Linked DNA regions of Anas platyrhynchos: region 2 is linked to region 1. Evidence: chromatin contacts called from public Hi-C data. All regions are on one chromosome and are shown on one strand. Each heading gives the region's core, a stretch centred on a gene start, on an enhancer-like site or on the middle of the called end of the contact. The rest is flanking DNA. Distances are from core to core; before and after follow the strand shown.

What was found. A called contact is a pair of places that touch in the nucleus more often than the background predicts.
Region 2: a contact with region 1 is called in a Hi-C map of liver, with 2.3 times the contacts expected there. The contact joins two enhancer-like sites. A contact is called at or near these places in 3 of 8 Hi-C or Micro-C datasets (liver, skeletal muscle and subcutaneous adipose tissue).

Annotation. Positions count from the first base shown.
Region 1 is chr27:4,205,168-4,212,852 of IASCAAS_PekinDuck_T2T, reverse strand. BLTP3A (bridge-like lipid transfer protein family member 3A) reads right to left here. Exons shown (of 21, transcript XM_027444886.3): 13 at 7,527-7,685; 14 at 5,260-6,809; 15 at 4,843-5,039; 16 at 4,075-4,229; 17 at 3,819-3,966; 18 at 2,772-3,037; 19 at 1,855-1,963; 20 at 1,167-1,282. Among named protein-coding and RNA genes, the nearest start is that of TAF11, 11 kb to the left of the region's middle. Within about 2 kb of position 3,307, at least 1 of the 8 cell types and tissues checked has an H3K27ac peak or open chromatin away from gene starts, as enhancers often do.
Region 2 is chr27:4,245,856-4,253,540 of IASCAAS_PekinDuck_T2T, reverse strand. It overlaps ANKS1A (ankyrin repeat and sterile alpha motif domain containing 1A), which reads right to left. Exons shown (of 28, transcript XM_072028566.1): 2 at 4,859-4,939; 3 at 3,932-4,088; 4 at 2,700-2,879; 5 at 2,068-2,130. Among named protein-coding and RNA genes, the nearest start is that of ANKS1A, 28 kb to the right of the region's middle. Within about 2 kb of position 5,085, at least 6 of the 8 cell types and tissues checked have an H3K27ac peak or open chromatin away from gene starts, as enhancers often do.

The DNA.
Region 1 (7,685 bases), core at 2,058-4,557:
ACTTCTATACCTGTCACTGGCGTCAGCTCAGGCTATCTAATGACTCAGGCTGCCAGCAATGGCTACCTAATGACTTTTTCCAGGACTTCCCTTCACACTTCTAGCCATAGGAACAAGACTTGCAGTGGGCAAGGTTTTTTCCTGCTAAGCAGCTCGCTGACTGGGGATGAAAGTGACTATACAAAGAAAGCAGAGTGAAAACAGGGCTCTGGTCTGCATTCTTTGTTTTACATGGGGGCCTGATACACCTATTCAGGTTTGTTTAATTTAAAATGATAGCTGGAGCATGCAGATGCTTGACATTCCTGCTTCCTGCCTCCATGAACAAAGGTAATTCTGTCCTCACACACTGCCAGAGCAGCTTCATGCACAGGACAGGGTTTTCCTTGGCAACTCTCAGAAATATTTTTACTTAAGAGTTTAGCCTTTGCATTTGGTCCTGTGAAGTTCAAAAATATCAGAAAATAAACTGATGCTAAGCTACTGTAATGACTACTTGCTCCAGTTCTGATCAGGGCCCTGACACTATAAAACAAGCAGAAGAGGAAGTCTCTGTACTAAATGGAAAAGAGAAAGATGAGGAATGAAGTGGTGTTATCAATTAATGAACAGAATCCAAAGTCCCAGCCCAGTTCTGTATCCAGTTAGTCCCACTGCACCTTTAATATGTATTTGTCCCTAGCAATTGATCAATTTATCAAGTAGACTTTATATCAGACAGGAATTGTAAGTAAAGAATACTGTGTATTATACAATAAGCCACTTATCTGAATTCCAGTGGCAAAGAAAGTTTAAACTGAACAGCAAAAAATTTAGGTGACCTGAAGCTCTCCCTGGCTGTAAGACTTACTCTTCCCTGACAAAAGCTCTCTTTGTGGTTTCACGATTCCTGTTTTTGCTAACAAGGAATGAACACAGCAGAAAGACAGAGCCACTCAGGAAAACAACAGGTTTCTGAAATGGAACAGCAGTGATTACACATTTGGCAGGGCATTCGTATTTCTCAGAATGCCTGCAAAGGGAGGTACGAACTGCTTTGTGTGCACTCCCTATCTGCAGCACACCACGCCTACTGGTAACTGCAAATACATGAAGACAAAGGCCAATTTTCCAGCCTCCTGCCAGCTAACTAGTTGTCTAGACAGCAAGAGGCAGCAGTGACTCACCTGCAGTCCACGCACTCCTCCTGGGGGTGCTGCCAAGACACACTCTGCTGGGGCCTTCTGGTCTTGAACAACTGGTTCAGGTTTTTCCAGTCTCAGTGAGTCCTCCCCTCCTGGAGCTGCAAAGGATAGAAAACGTTCAGGTGTAGGTATTAATGCAGCAGGGTTCTTAGGACAAAAGGAAAAGCTTTATAATTCTTTTTGCTTGTTTTAAACAATAAAATTCCCACCCACATTTTACAATGAAGAAGCTAAAACAGGGGAAGAAGCAGTAATCTGTCCTGACTGTGTGAGCTCAAGGAAACACCAAGCACGAATTCAGGCTGCTAGTTCACTGTTTTAGATATTAACGTGTTCTGCCTGAGGTATCAAATTTTCTGTCCAAACAATACAACAAAAGCAGCAAGAACTAGCGAGGTAGGACTGCCCACACCCACAGATTAATACTGCAGAGCAACCAAAGGACCAGGGTGCTTGCACTGAAGACAGAACATCATTTGTGCATTCTGGCAGGAGTGACCACAAAGATCATAATTAGGGACCGCTCACACTCCAGAGCCCATCGTTCCCAGCACAATGATCACACTTCAGTTCCAGTCTCCTCTAGTGGCAGGCACAGCAGAGCACCCTACCTCCAGCAAGGCCTGGGAGGTGCTGGGGGAGAATAAATGAGATTCCTGACTCTGCTGACCTGTTAGATAGAAAACTCCATCATCTTTGCGCTTCACAATGATGTGATCTACTGCCAAGGTGATAGGAACAGGGCCAGGGGAGGTAGGGTATACCCGAGGGCTGTCATCCTGGAAAAAAGAAAAGAGAAAAAAGCAGAGAGGAGATGAAATGTTGTGAAAGCTCTGGCAATCCTACAGAGGGTTCCCCTTGCCCCCAGCCTTCACAGGAGTAACGTTACCACTGGCAGCACTGCCAGAGCATATCGAGGTCACCCACCATATGGAAAAGCCTGGCTTTATATACAGGGCATGGGGAAGGCCCTCACGCAGATCACAACAAAGCTCTGTCATACCCATAATAAAGGCTAAGGAGAGGCCATCTTCCTTAGCACTACTCTCACAGTTGTCCTGTGAATTCCTGAGGCAAAAACCTACCAAAATAAAGCCGATATCCCTAAGCCTGAAGGTTTTTATGCTGCTATCTGGCCACACTAGTTCCTGGTTGTCTGTGGAGCAAACACATTGCTTTCAGAAGAACTTCTGACAGTTTTCTCCCCTTCTAAGTATCAGACAGCTATTATACGCTGTTTTGTCTTCCATCCATAATTGTTTAAATTCTTACAAAAACAGTCAAATAATTCTTATTTCACATTGGGAGAAGTATTTAATTCTGTTTGCTTTGAGTCTGAAAACAGATCATCAACACAGCTGAGGAGAGAATCTGAAGGTCAGGCTCCCGTTTCTAAACAATCTGAGCACTCAACAACCCTTCTGTGTTACTTGTTTATCCATAAGGCAATTTTTAGAAACCAAATAAAACACAGTCAGGAAAACAGGACCTCTACAGACCCATGGCCATCTCACAGCATCCTTACCCAAGCAGTATCATGCAAGTGAGCTCTGCTCGGGATACCACCTTGGTTCCCTATATACCCACCTTCAGTGTGATTTTGGCATCCACAACTTCTATCTCCATGGGGATCACCTCGGGGATTATTTCATCCTCAAGGAAAGGGCCAAGGTTGGTGAGGAAGGACATGAAGAGCTCTGCTCTGTAGCTGTGGACCAGCATATGTAGGAAGCCATTCTGAACAGCAAGCGATGAGTGCACAGCAGCATTGGGTCCTACTTCAAGACGCAAACACACTTCTGGCTGGGTCTTCTTAGCTTCAGGGACTGAAGGCTTCTCCACACCTGTATCTCCTACAGTCAAAGCAGAAAGGCCTCATTGCAGAACATCAGTAGTAAGACGTTAGGTCAAAATAAGAATTTTGAAAAGCCCTTCACTGTCCAGGCACAGAACAGTCAAGTTCACAAAGGCAGCAGTCTGAAGCCATCTTCCTCATGAAAGAAGTCCAGGTTTCAAACGACCAGAGTTCACACCACAGAAACTACCACCAGGACCAGACTCTCCAAGCCCCTGGAGCCAGCCTTCTGTCCCCAGCTGTGCACATCTAAAAGTAGCCGTCATCTTGCACCTACACCAGTTGGCCAGAAACTCACCACTCAGTTCTCCAGAGCCAGTCAGTCCTCAACACTACCTAAACCTTGTATTCATTTTGCCCCCTTGTGGCTCTAGACAGTATTGATAAGAAGAAACAACTAAGAGTCCAACAACTCCTGCTCGGGCTTTCACTTAAAAGTTTTTGGTTACACTTGTGTTTTTGTGTTTTTTGTTTTCATGCATTTTAAATTTGAACATACCCGGGGGGAAGTACCCTGTCCCAGAAGCATTATTCTCAGGGCAGGAATAACTTCAGGGTTTCCCTAGGTAACTTTATTCCTCTTTTAATTTATTTCACGCATCCTAGCAGGAAAAAAAAAAAATCCCAACCAAGGATTAGAGTTTCACTGTACCAGATATCATCTAGCTTAACTGTGTAGGTACTTTGGGAGTTTCATGAACACTGAAATACCAGTTAAAATGAAAGACACCTTGAGGGTGGCAGTTATCACAGTGTGGTTATAACAGCCAGAATCTTACCCACATAGCCACGCAAGTATTGCCACATCCCAACGTTGTTCAGTTGCTCTGGGACCACGTTCATTACTTGTAAAGCAACAGACAAATCGTCACCTCGTGCCTCTATTCCACAGTTCACCTCATTCATCTTCAGTACCAGGACTGACACCTGTAACAGCAAGTGACAAGCTCTCTTATTAAACCACCACCGCACTTTGAGTTCACTTTAAGATTCACTTGGAGGCGGTATTACAGTGAGGAGGAACAAAACTCTGACCAGCTGAAGGCTGGGGTCCTCTCCGCTCTGTGAAGTAGAGCTGTTTATTTCAGGAGACACTCCACCCTCATCCTCTGCCATCAGGCTTGCTCTACTGCCCGTGTTGTTGTGGGCCTGAAGGAGATGTCCTGAGGGAAGAGGGTCCAGGCTGGGCTCTGAAATGGAAGCAACAACAACAACAGTTTGATTCTGTTTCTTCTTCTGGTTTTAAGCAGTCCTGATCTCAGTATCTGCCTGAATCTCATGACTTATCAGCTTACTCCAACCTCCAGGGAACTCTCTCCAGCTCCTTAGATGAATTTAATTAATGCGTCGCTGAAGTGTGCAATGCACAGTGCACCCTACTTCTAACCATCCCTTAATCCCCTAATATATTTAATATATTAGGGGATTATATATATCTAATATGTATCTAATGTATCTATACCTAATATAATCTAACCATCCTCTAATAAACCCCTCTCAAACACTATGGACTGTCCACCCACCTGTATGCATCTATGGTTCTTGCTCTAGTATGGCCAAATAAACACCTTAGAACACCACTGTGATGGTACAGGGGACACCCTTTCCACTCATTTATACTCATTCTCTCCCTCAAAAAAAAAAAAAAAAAGCCATCTAGAAAAGCAGAAAGAGTAATTTTGGGTGAACTGCTCATGACCTGCAAAAAGAATGAATAGCACAACAGAATTCCATGAGACCACAGCACGAGGCAGTCACCCATGGCAGAAAACTGAAATGAGACTGGGGACGAGTAGTCCTTACCAGAATCTGTGAGCATCACAAAGCCATCACTGCCATCGCTGTCCACGGACAGCCCGTCCTCGGGACCACTCCCATCCACGGATGTGGTGTCAAAGGAGTGCTGGGACGCCGTCCTCTTCATGGAGAAGAAAGGCATTCGCCTGCTGCCACCTCCACCTGGAGTCACTGCTCCCTCTTCTGCTTTGGGCAAAGAATCCCTACAAAATAAATAAATAAATCAATAAAGGCAAACAGCTTAGCCTTGGGATTATACAGGTATTAGGCAGGCTTTAGCATCCTTATACCAATCCCCAAGAGATGAAGGTCTAACCTCTCTCTGGCCCATATGGCACACAGAGAAAGGGAGCAGTTGGCCTGCACCTCCCCTCCTTCCCGGCAGCCTTGCTGCTGCGATGCACGGGAGGATGCTCCACTCACTTGGCTGGGGGGAGAGAGAGCATTTTCTGCATGGTGGAGGTCATCTTCTCCCGGCTCAAGCTCAGAGCGTCTTTTGTTATAGACATGGCTTCTTTGGTGAGGTCCATAGTCACATGCAGAGCTTCCTTGGTGGCATCCTTTGTGATATGCAGCGCACTGGACAGCTCCACCTCCAGGTTCTTCAAAGGGATGAGTTCTGCCTGGCCGTTGAGAGCGATGTTTCCTCTCTCCACGGGCTGCACTTCCAAGGTTGGGCTAGAAGGGAGGGCAGGAGGGCTCTGAGGATGACTGCTGGGCTCTTCTGGTCTTTCTGTAACCAGGGCTTCTACAGCTTCATGTGCTTCCTCTATCAGACCCTTCTCCTCCACGGTTTTACCTTGCGGAGTTGTACTCAGAGCTCCATCGCTTGCAGATCTTTGGAGCCTCTCCAGTGGCACACCGGTTACGTTGGTACCTGTACCTTCAATCTCCCTGTCCTCTGGGACCTTTGAGGTCCCGCACATTCCCTTCTCAGAACTGGTCTCAGATTTCTGCTCCTTCTCTTCAGCTGCCAGCCCCTCCTTGCTGTCTGAGGGTGAGAGCTCCGACTCGATCAGGCTCGTTGTGTCCGAGTCGAGGGATCTGGGTTCCAGGCAGGAGCCTGGAGCAGGGTTCATGAGCAGGGCCACTTCAGCACTGTGGAACAGAACTCCCACAGAGGCAGACATGGGATCTAAAGGAGACCCAGTCACCTCCTGGGTATCCTGGGCCAGCTGCTCCTGTAGCGTTTGCAGAACTTCTTTCATCCTGAGCAGCACCAAGTATTGGTAGTGGTTGAGCCGAACTTTGACGTGAACAGATGAGGACAAAAGCACGTGGATATCAGCAGAGGCTTCCAGCTCTTTATCATCTACTCCATCATCAATTTCACACTCAGACTCTCCCAAGACATCCATCGTGTCTGCGGCCTTGTAGACATTCTTCAGATCCTGGTCAGTCCTTGATCTTTGGCAAACCCCATGCTCTCTGGAGAGGTTTTCATTCTTGGAGTGATTGCTGAAACTGGCAGAAGGCTTGATTTTTATATCAGAGGCAGACGATTCTTGTCGTTTAGATATCTGAGCCTGCCCCCATCTCTTGGGAAGACAGGCCCAAATGGAGAGGGGAAATGGGTCAATAAAGCTAAGGGCTCTGCCCTTAGAGCTCTCAGCACCCTCAAAGTCCAGGGAAAGCTCAGTGAAATTCATAGACCACAGATCTTCAGAAGCAGAGAGTTTGCGCAATGGCTGGGGAAAACCCGTATGTTTCTGAGGTCTGTCATCCACCTCGTATGCATGGCGCAAGAAGAGGGTGTGAAGGAGGCTGAAGTTATCCTGAGACCTCGGGAACTGGGTGTAGCTGGAGTGGAAGAATTCCGAACTGGCAAATTTACGGAAGAGGCTCTGGAGGTCCTGGCAGCTGCAGAAGGGAGCGTGGCGGGTGTTGGTGGCAGTCATCTCCGTCGCGCGGATGCAGAGCGTCTGCGGACGGTCTTGGTGGTCAGTGACTTTCTTCTCCACAGGGATGTTGAGCTATGGGAAGAGAAAGACACTAGAAGTTAAGCAGTGAGAAGGGAAATTAGCAGAGGCCTATCCTGCTGCTTACACAGAAGATCAGCTGTGGAATATAGAAATAACTGACAAGTCTTGGTCGCTACTAAAATCCCAAGAGCTGGACTAGACTCTCAACTCATCCTTATCTGAAAAATTAACTATCAGGGAAGAGAAATCAGATGCAAGGAAATTTAACCTTAATTTTATTTCAGCTTCTTTTACCATCCACGGGTTGTGTAGCAGCTCAGCTCACAACTACACACTTTGATCTTTCTCTGCAAGTACTTACTACACGGTCAGGCCTTTAAGCCTTTGCACAAAACTGCTATCAAGTAGTCAGTGGCAAACACCATCAGATGTCGATGCCGCAGATGCATGCCTGTTGGTACTTTCTCACTGGAGTGAGTCAAAGTGGTTTCCAAAGGGCAGAAAGCAACTTTTGGTTACCTGAGCCAGCAGTTTTTCCTTAAAACTGTTTTCATAAATACCGACTTGCCTGTCTATTCTGGACTAGAACTTAAGCACTTGTTTACTGCTCATAGAAGAAAACAAAATTAACTCAAGCAGTAGACACACAACAGATGGGGAAAGGGGGGAATTTCACATGCTCAGCCTGGACTCCAGCTATGTCCTGGTCTCATGTTCCTTACACAACAAGAAGGGAGAGGACACTGAAGACTGAGAAGTGAATGGTACCTTCAGCCGGAAGCCATCCAGTCGGACATCAAAATGCTCATCACGTTTGCCTGAGTCCTCCAGCTTGTAGATGGCTTTGAACTGCTCCAAGCTGCGATAAAGATCCAGACAGAAGAGGTTTATCCAGAGCATGCTTGCTGTATCCAGGGTAAGCATCAA
Region 2 (7,685 bases), core at 3,836-6,335, 39 kb before region 1:
GGCTCTGCTCAGCTGCTTGGGTCCTTCGTACAAATTAAATAGCCTGATCCGAGGTAGCAGGAGTCACTGGAGCACAGTTGCAGCTCCATCGCTTAACTTCGCTTCTATCATTTGCTTTTCAGAAGTCCTTCAGGCCCATAACAAGCATAAGAGGCCATTTAAATAAAAGATGTTGAAAAGGAAGGGGTACAAAAAGATGATGTTACTTTCCTGCAGTTTTTAGGAGAACAAGATGCTTCTGGCTCTCTTCTAGCTCTTCCTGACCAGGATATCAATTTAATCTACATCCAGCCATATAGAAATGCTTTTCCCCCCCTCTTCTAAATATCCCAAAACGTTTGGGAAGATGAAACACCTTGATTCAATCATTCCTAAGTGAAATCCCATCCTGCAGGGGAGCTGAGAAGCTGGAAGCACCAGCTAAGCCAGGACTCTCAGGCTTTGAACCTGGTCATTTAGTGGTTCTCCCACCTGCAGCCATGCTATGGAGAAAACATCCAGGGTTGCACAGGGATGGCTCCACATGCTCTTCAAATGTGGTCAGAAACCAGCAGTAAGCTGGTCAGAGTTTATGATGGACCTACTAGTTAGCATATAAGCCATCTCTCCTTAAAAACAAGGCTCTGATTTCAAAAAACATGAGCCTTGCTCTTGAGAGTACTACAGCCACCCTGAACACTGTCCTGCAAGTTCAAAATGCAAATGTCAAAAAAAAAAAATACTTTGTAAACATCAGTCCACAAAAAGCTACCTCAATTTGGTCTTTACATGCCTTCCTCATTCAACAATCTAGTGGTAATGTATAAGATTTTACTCCCTTATTGCCAGTCAAGAGCTCCCCTTCAGCCAGCTGAACCAACCACTCAGCTACGTTTCCACAAAAGACATTTGTTGCCACAAAATTCCCAGCTGGATTCCTGTCAAAAGCACAGGTAAGGATGAGTTTCATGTAAATGTGTTTGCACTTGAAGAGGTATGCGCTGGAGTATTTCCTGAAATAGAAGTCTGCAAAAACAACTCCCAGTGGTTAGCAACCTCAGGAATTTTGAGCGTGTTTTTAAGGTACTGCAGATCAAGCGGAGTGAAAGTTTCAACTGAACTTTGAGACATAAATATGTCACGGATGGCTGAGTCTAAAATAATTGGCTGGAAGCAACTGTGGCATGGTGGCTGAGAGCAGAAGCATCCTATGATAAATCAGCAGACGATTATGCCATCAGTGGGCTGCTGCAACACTATAAATAAAAATGAAAAATGGTGAGTGTCTGAGAAAACACCACCATCTATGCACTGGGAGACAGAACAAGTGACCCCAGGAACTTTCTTATTTGCTTCCTCAATTGCTCAGCCTCAGTGCATCGTAAGTGCTGATGTCATGCCTTTTTGTAGCTCAGGAACAACTAAAAGCAAGAGAGGAGCAAAACAGGCAAGAAAACAGGAACAGAAGACCAGGGCTGAAGGGTGAGACGACACAACAGACTTCACACCAAAAGAGACTGATGTAATAAGCGGTACATGAAGGACTTGGGAAGGGAGGTGTAAGTGTTACTGCCATCCCTTCTCCCCGCCACCACCGAAAGAATTAACTGTCCACTCAAACAACAAATACAGCAGTATGCATTTTGTAGGAGAAAAGGCATGAAGAATCACTCCAAACAGCCCACAGAGAAAACGCATCCATGTTTAAGCAGGAAAAAAAAATTCCTTCTCTTTGCATTTATCAGCAACATTAGCACATGAAACAATACCTAAAGCATTTGAATTGAAATAACATTACCTTTTGGAAGTCATCCAGCCCAATCAAGCAAACTGACCATCACCGTGAGTCCTACAAGGCTAAGCAATGAAGGAGCCCCCAGGAAAGTAAGGAAAAGCTTCCCTTAAATTATGTTTCTATAACTGCTTTGAAGAGAAAAACCCAGAGTAAATAAATGTTTGCATTTTACTTTTCCCCAAGCAGCTGCAAACTGAACAGGTATTATTGCAACTGGATGACATTGCACCTGGAAGCACGCGAGTGCAGCTTGGAGTAATGATGCAGTGAAATGCTGTCAGCATAGTACACACCTTGGCATTGATATATGGGTCAAAGGGGCCGTACTTTTTGAGTTCTTTGATCTCAAGAGCATTCTACAAAAAGGAAGAGGAAAAAGAACAAAAATGTGATAATGAAATGGGTGAGATATAGCAACAAAGCAATGGGTGACTCCCAAGGGGTGAAGTGACAGAACACAGCATCTTGTTCCAGTCAAAGCTATTAACAGCAGAAGCCATTCCAGCAGCTGATTCCTGTAACCTGAACCACTGCGCATTTCATTTACAAGACTCCGGACTCGAGCAGCACAGGCTACTCGACTGACTTTTATCATTTAAAAGGGTTCCTACTAAACAAACATTAATGAAACATTACCTGGAAGGGTTACACTAAGCTTTTAATCTTTTGCAAAGGTTTCCCATACACCTGTCCTGCTCTGACAGCAGAGCAGTTCATACTCACGGCCCTCAGTCAATTCTTATCAGATTGATCGTAAACAGTTTACTGCACTTCTCAAATCCATTTAAACAGACTGAATGCCTGCAGCTGTGCCCAAATGCATTACTAAGCACAGCTCCAAGCTGGAAAGCTATCAACAAAGACAGTAAAACACACACTATTAGTAATTCCTGCTCAATTGAGGAGTGGTAGTGATTAGCATTACCACTATATTTTTCAATTCGTGATGCTTCAGAAGCAGCCATTTAGCCTCGGGTGCCTCAAGCTTTACACTGCAGAACAGAACACCTGGGCATGAAAACTCTGGTCCCCACAAAGCATGGCTGGAAGCAGAATTGGGACTCCTAAACCCGACTCCGTGAAGGGGGAGTTTGCTCCTCGGCTTCTGAAAAAAGTATACACAGCAGATCAAGATTAAACAGCAGAAACTCGCAGCTCCCAGATGTTCACTTCAACTTTGACAGATTCTGCGAACCTCGAGCCATGAGTATCTGACCTACTTGTGAATTAACTCCTGAATGGATACACGTTTTTAGCCTTCTGGTACTAAGGCAGAGGCTTATTTTGGTTTACTTGCCCCCACTTGGATGAAAACCTGAGTGGTTAGGAGCTGATTCATGGGACAGGAGGTATCCCTCCCTGAGGGTGGGCACAACCCAGGGCCCCTGTAGCTTTAATCATCTGATTTGAACCTGTTATTGATATCTACCCTAGACACAGGGAAGAACCATAAACTAAGCTCTGCTCAGCTGGCCTCATTCAGTCAACCAATTCACTTATGTGAAGTCTTAAGCAAAAGAATTATTTGGGACTTCCTGCAGTAGCGTGTCAGAAGTTCCCCTGGAATTATGAGATACCTGCTGACTGCCACAGGGAAGTTACAAGTTGTTTTTCTTGCCTGATTGAGAAAAAAATCATTAAGATTAAGCTAGGGATTTATGTGGGGTGGGGTAGAGCTAAAATTATCCTATGACTTACAAATTAGTTAACTGGAGCAAGTGCTACAGGCAAGCCAGGAGAGTAGCTAAGAGAGCATGGCCAAACACAGACTAAAAGCTGCTTCGATTAGTTCCCAAAAGAAGGGAGCCAATGTATCCTTTGACAGCACTAGAAATCTTCTCAGTTATCCAGCAACTGAAAGGAAGAACTGTGTTAGTTTTAGAAGCCCAGTATGAAAGCAGGAGAATGCTTCCTAGGTGCTGAGGGGTTCCCTTGACATACATCTACAGCTCTCTGTATGAACCATCACGTATACCTCACTAGGATTCAACCACTAACTCAGACCTGGAGGCATTGCTTTAGGCAGCGCCCTCAATATCCCAGGAGCAATTAACTTTATAACAACTGCTACTAGTTCGGGAGGGTCAGGAGTCAGCTGAAGTCCCTTTCCATTCGAGGGAAACAGTTCAACGGAGCATTAGAGAAAAATACGCAAACCTGCTCATTCACTTTAGTGTGCGACGGTCCCTGGTGGATGAGGAGCTTCACTATGTCTGCATCTCCTTTCCAGGCTGCCAGGTGAAGAGGGTAGCAGCCTTTACAGTCTGCTACGTTGGTTAGCGCGTCGTTCCTCAGCAGAACTTCCACCACATCCCTGCAAGAAAAGGAGACTCGAATCCATAAGATATGCAGTCCTCGTCTCGCAGCTTACATTCCCCAGTAAGACTACTGTACAAAATATTCCTCTGAACAGATGTATTTCAGAGATCCTCTTGAAATGTGATCTCAAAGCATTCCTATTCAATGCTGCCCAAGGAAAGAAATTAAAGACTACTGAGTCCAGGGAAGACCTCTGCTACCTTCATACTAATGGAGCTGAACAGGCACTGAAGTCATCCACAAGCCCCTCTGGTGAGAAGTAAATTGCACCAGCACAATGAAGATGAACAAAGATTTTAACTCTATTCAATTTCTCAGTACCTCAGGTAGCAGTGAACAAAACAAGATTTACCACACTGAAGACCAGAGTTACTTTAAAATGTAATAACACACAAAAGCAAATTTTAGGTGGTGCAGGCACAGCAACACATTGGACACCAGACAGACTGCAGAGGACTGTTACTGGAGAAGCCACCTTTAATATCTCGTTATAACTTATCTAAATAGTTTATAAATAAAAGGGTGGTTGAAAACCTCAGCGTTCTGCCAGATTTTTATAAAGATTTATGTTCACACTGTGCAGCAGCGAAAGCCTCTATAGCTTTGCTGCACTGATGTTCACTTCTCGTCCTGAAGATGGTGTAGTGTTGCACCACGGCCACGTTTCAGTGGGAACAGCATCAGATCGGTGAGTGAATTACACAAACCGTAGCTTGTACAGCACCTCGTAACCCCTGTGAGCAAAGGCATTGTAAGATGACTCACTTATGGCCATTCAAAGCAGCATGGTGCAGGGGAGTGTATCCAGTACTGTCAACGCAGTTCACATTTGGCCCTCTCCAGATGCTGCAAGACAGAAAACGTACAGGGAACACTTAGGCATACACCAAACAGACGGACAGCTGGCAACTTTCAGCAGACTCCTCGCGCCGAGCTGGTTATCTGGAAGCAAACTGGTGGCTGCTGGGCAGCCGTGGTTAAGAGCAGTAACGCAGAGAACAGACCGCACAGCGCTGCGTCCAGCAGAGGGGTTAGCATCACAGAGCACACAGCACGATCACTACTCCATGCTTTATCAGAACAAGTTGTTAAAATCTTTGCAAAATCAGAGCTCCCATGTTCCCCCGCTTCCAGGCATCTTCCAGCCACACGTGCTTACCAAAAAGCTTCTTCAACAGAAGGTTTGTCTATTAAAGTTGACCACAAGAGAAGTAAGCCATCAACCCACCCCAACTCTCACCCCTCCAAAGGATTGTGATGGATTTGGGAAAGCCTTTTTACCCCCATGCCAAGTCCCTAGAGGTGAGTTGATGCCTGTGGGATGCAGAGCCTGCTCCTGGTCACCGGTGTGGATCCACACCGACCTCATACCACCCAAAAATCATTTCCATCTGACAATTGTTAGCAGTCTATACGAAAAAGTATGTGGTCTCCGAGCTTTTGCAAACACTTCCCTCCCTTGTTCAGAAGTCGAACACCAAGGATTTCAGGATTAATCTGCCCTCTAATCCCTCCACAGTGTCCTATTTAAAACAGTGCAGGAACACGCGTGCAGGAAGCTGGCTCCGCTCTCAACCTTGCTGCTGAAGGAGCTGGGCTCTGCTGCTACCAGGTCAGGCACCCCTCACCAGTGCGACTGTCCTTGTCCAGAAAGGGCACACGAACCCAACCCATCACGGTCACGTTCTTCAAAGCCAACAAACCTGTCCTCAACACCCTCCTCCCCATCACACCCCATCCATCCCTGTATGCTGGACTGTTTCAGACTTAATACTTCCAAGAGTTATACAGGATTTATAAGCCTAGACAACGCTTCTTTCCCTAAAGGAGTACACTTTGCTCCTTTATTTTGTTTTGAAACTCGGGGTAAAAGTTAACAGCACCCCCTAAACCCCAGTGTAATTGGTTTTAAATCAAGTTAACTGTTGCTCCCGCCCTCCCCAACGAACCAGGCCTTCCCTGATCCCTTCACTTCCTCCCCAGCACGAAATCACCACAGCTCACTGTATGATAGAGGCAGCCCGAGCAGTTACTGGGTTTTCTAAAGTCATTACCAGAGGGCTCCCAGCCAGAAAACGCTACGCCAGTGTATAAAAGCATCAGGAAAGGCACCAAACCAGCGGAGATCCTGTGCAGACCAAGCGGAAATTCAGGAGTAAACTAAGCAGCACGCTCACTCTCCAATGCCTTTCAGGTGGGATTCACGAGCACCCCATGAAATGGAAAGTAAATGGAAAGTTTCTCTCCGCCGCGCGATGCCTGATCCAGCAGACCACTATAAAGGGCTCTGGAGTCCTGAGACAGCCCCGAGCTCCACTGGAGCCACTGCTAAGGGGAAACTTTATCCAGGGGAACAGGGAAGTAAGCCACAAAATCCAATTTGGGAAGGATCAGGAGGTTTATCCAGGGGCATTCCTGCCCCACTCACCGCCCTGAGCTTCAGAAGCACACAGCAAGTCCCCGCATGCACGCAGTGCATTCCAAGTGCCACGAGCATCAGCTGCAGGATGATGGCTTGAACCATGTCCTGGAGATGTGAGACACCAGGTACTAGAGGATGGAGTGCAGGAAATGCCTTACCCCATCCAGCTGCACAGTCCTCAGCACGAAGGGGACCTGAGTCACTCGCAGCCCCTGGTTTACTTTCGGCAGCAGGCTCATGCTGTGCGGTGGCCCAAACAACTTATTGCTGGATTTAAAGTGGCAATTTATGGTTACAGCTAGTGCCAGAAGCCTTGTGTATAGTCTGGAGCAGTTATAAATACAGCACACACCCCCACACACTGCTAACCTGACCAAGGCCAGAAGGTTTGGCCATTTTACATGCCAAACAGAGCTGGATTTTGCTGCTGAGCTCCAAAACCTACAGAGCAGACATACAAAGAGCCAGCACCATTTAAACTTCAGCTGAAAGGAATATTTATGAAAGAAAACCAGGATTAGTAGTGTCACCAGCATCAACCAAGTCACTTGCTCAAAGGGACTCATCCAGTGGGCAGCAAGAATGGGAAGTGGAGCCCACGAAGCCATCTCCCACCAGAGCACGGCCTCCTTGCGAGGAAAACACTTCCCTAAAACCTCCTCAGGCATTTTCTGGTTAATGTTAGAGAGTACTCAAACTCAGAACTCCCTCCAGCAATTCAAAGGAAAAGAAAACTTGGAGTCCACGATGGAGCAGGTTCAACGCTGAGCTCCGGGTATGGGAGAAGTCTACCGATGGGATGTGAAGATATTTTTAACAGAGCTGTTGTATCCTTCCCTTCCACCCCACCCTTACCCGGTCTTGGAAATACAGAAAGCTTTTATCAAAGAAAGGTCAAATCACCCAAAAGTGCAGTTGGAAAGGATTTAAGAGAAGAACTATTTATATGCAGATGTCAGGGCAGCAGTGGGAGTCAATCTCCTCCCTCCTCTTTCTCTCCAGCTCCGTAGGAACACCACGAAGTTCTCCTGACTTCACAGAAACCAAACCTTCCAGCCCATTTTTATTTACACAACGCATAGCATTAGAGTGACAGGCCAAGATAAGATCCTGAGTTTCTTATTTGGGATCTAAACACAGGAAAAGAAGCCTACTACAGGCTGCAGAAAC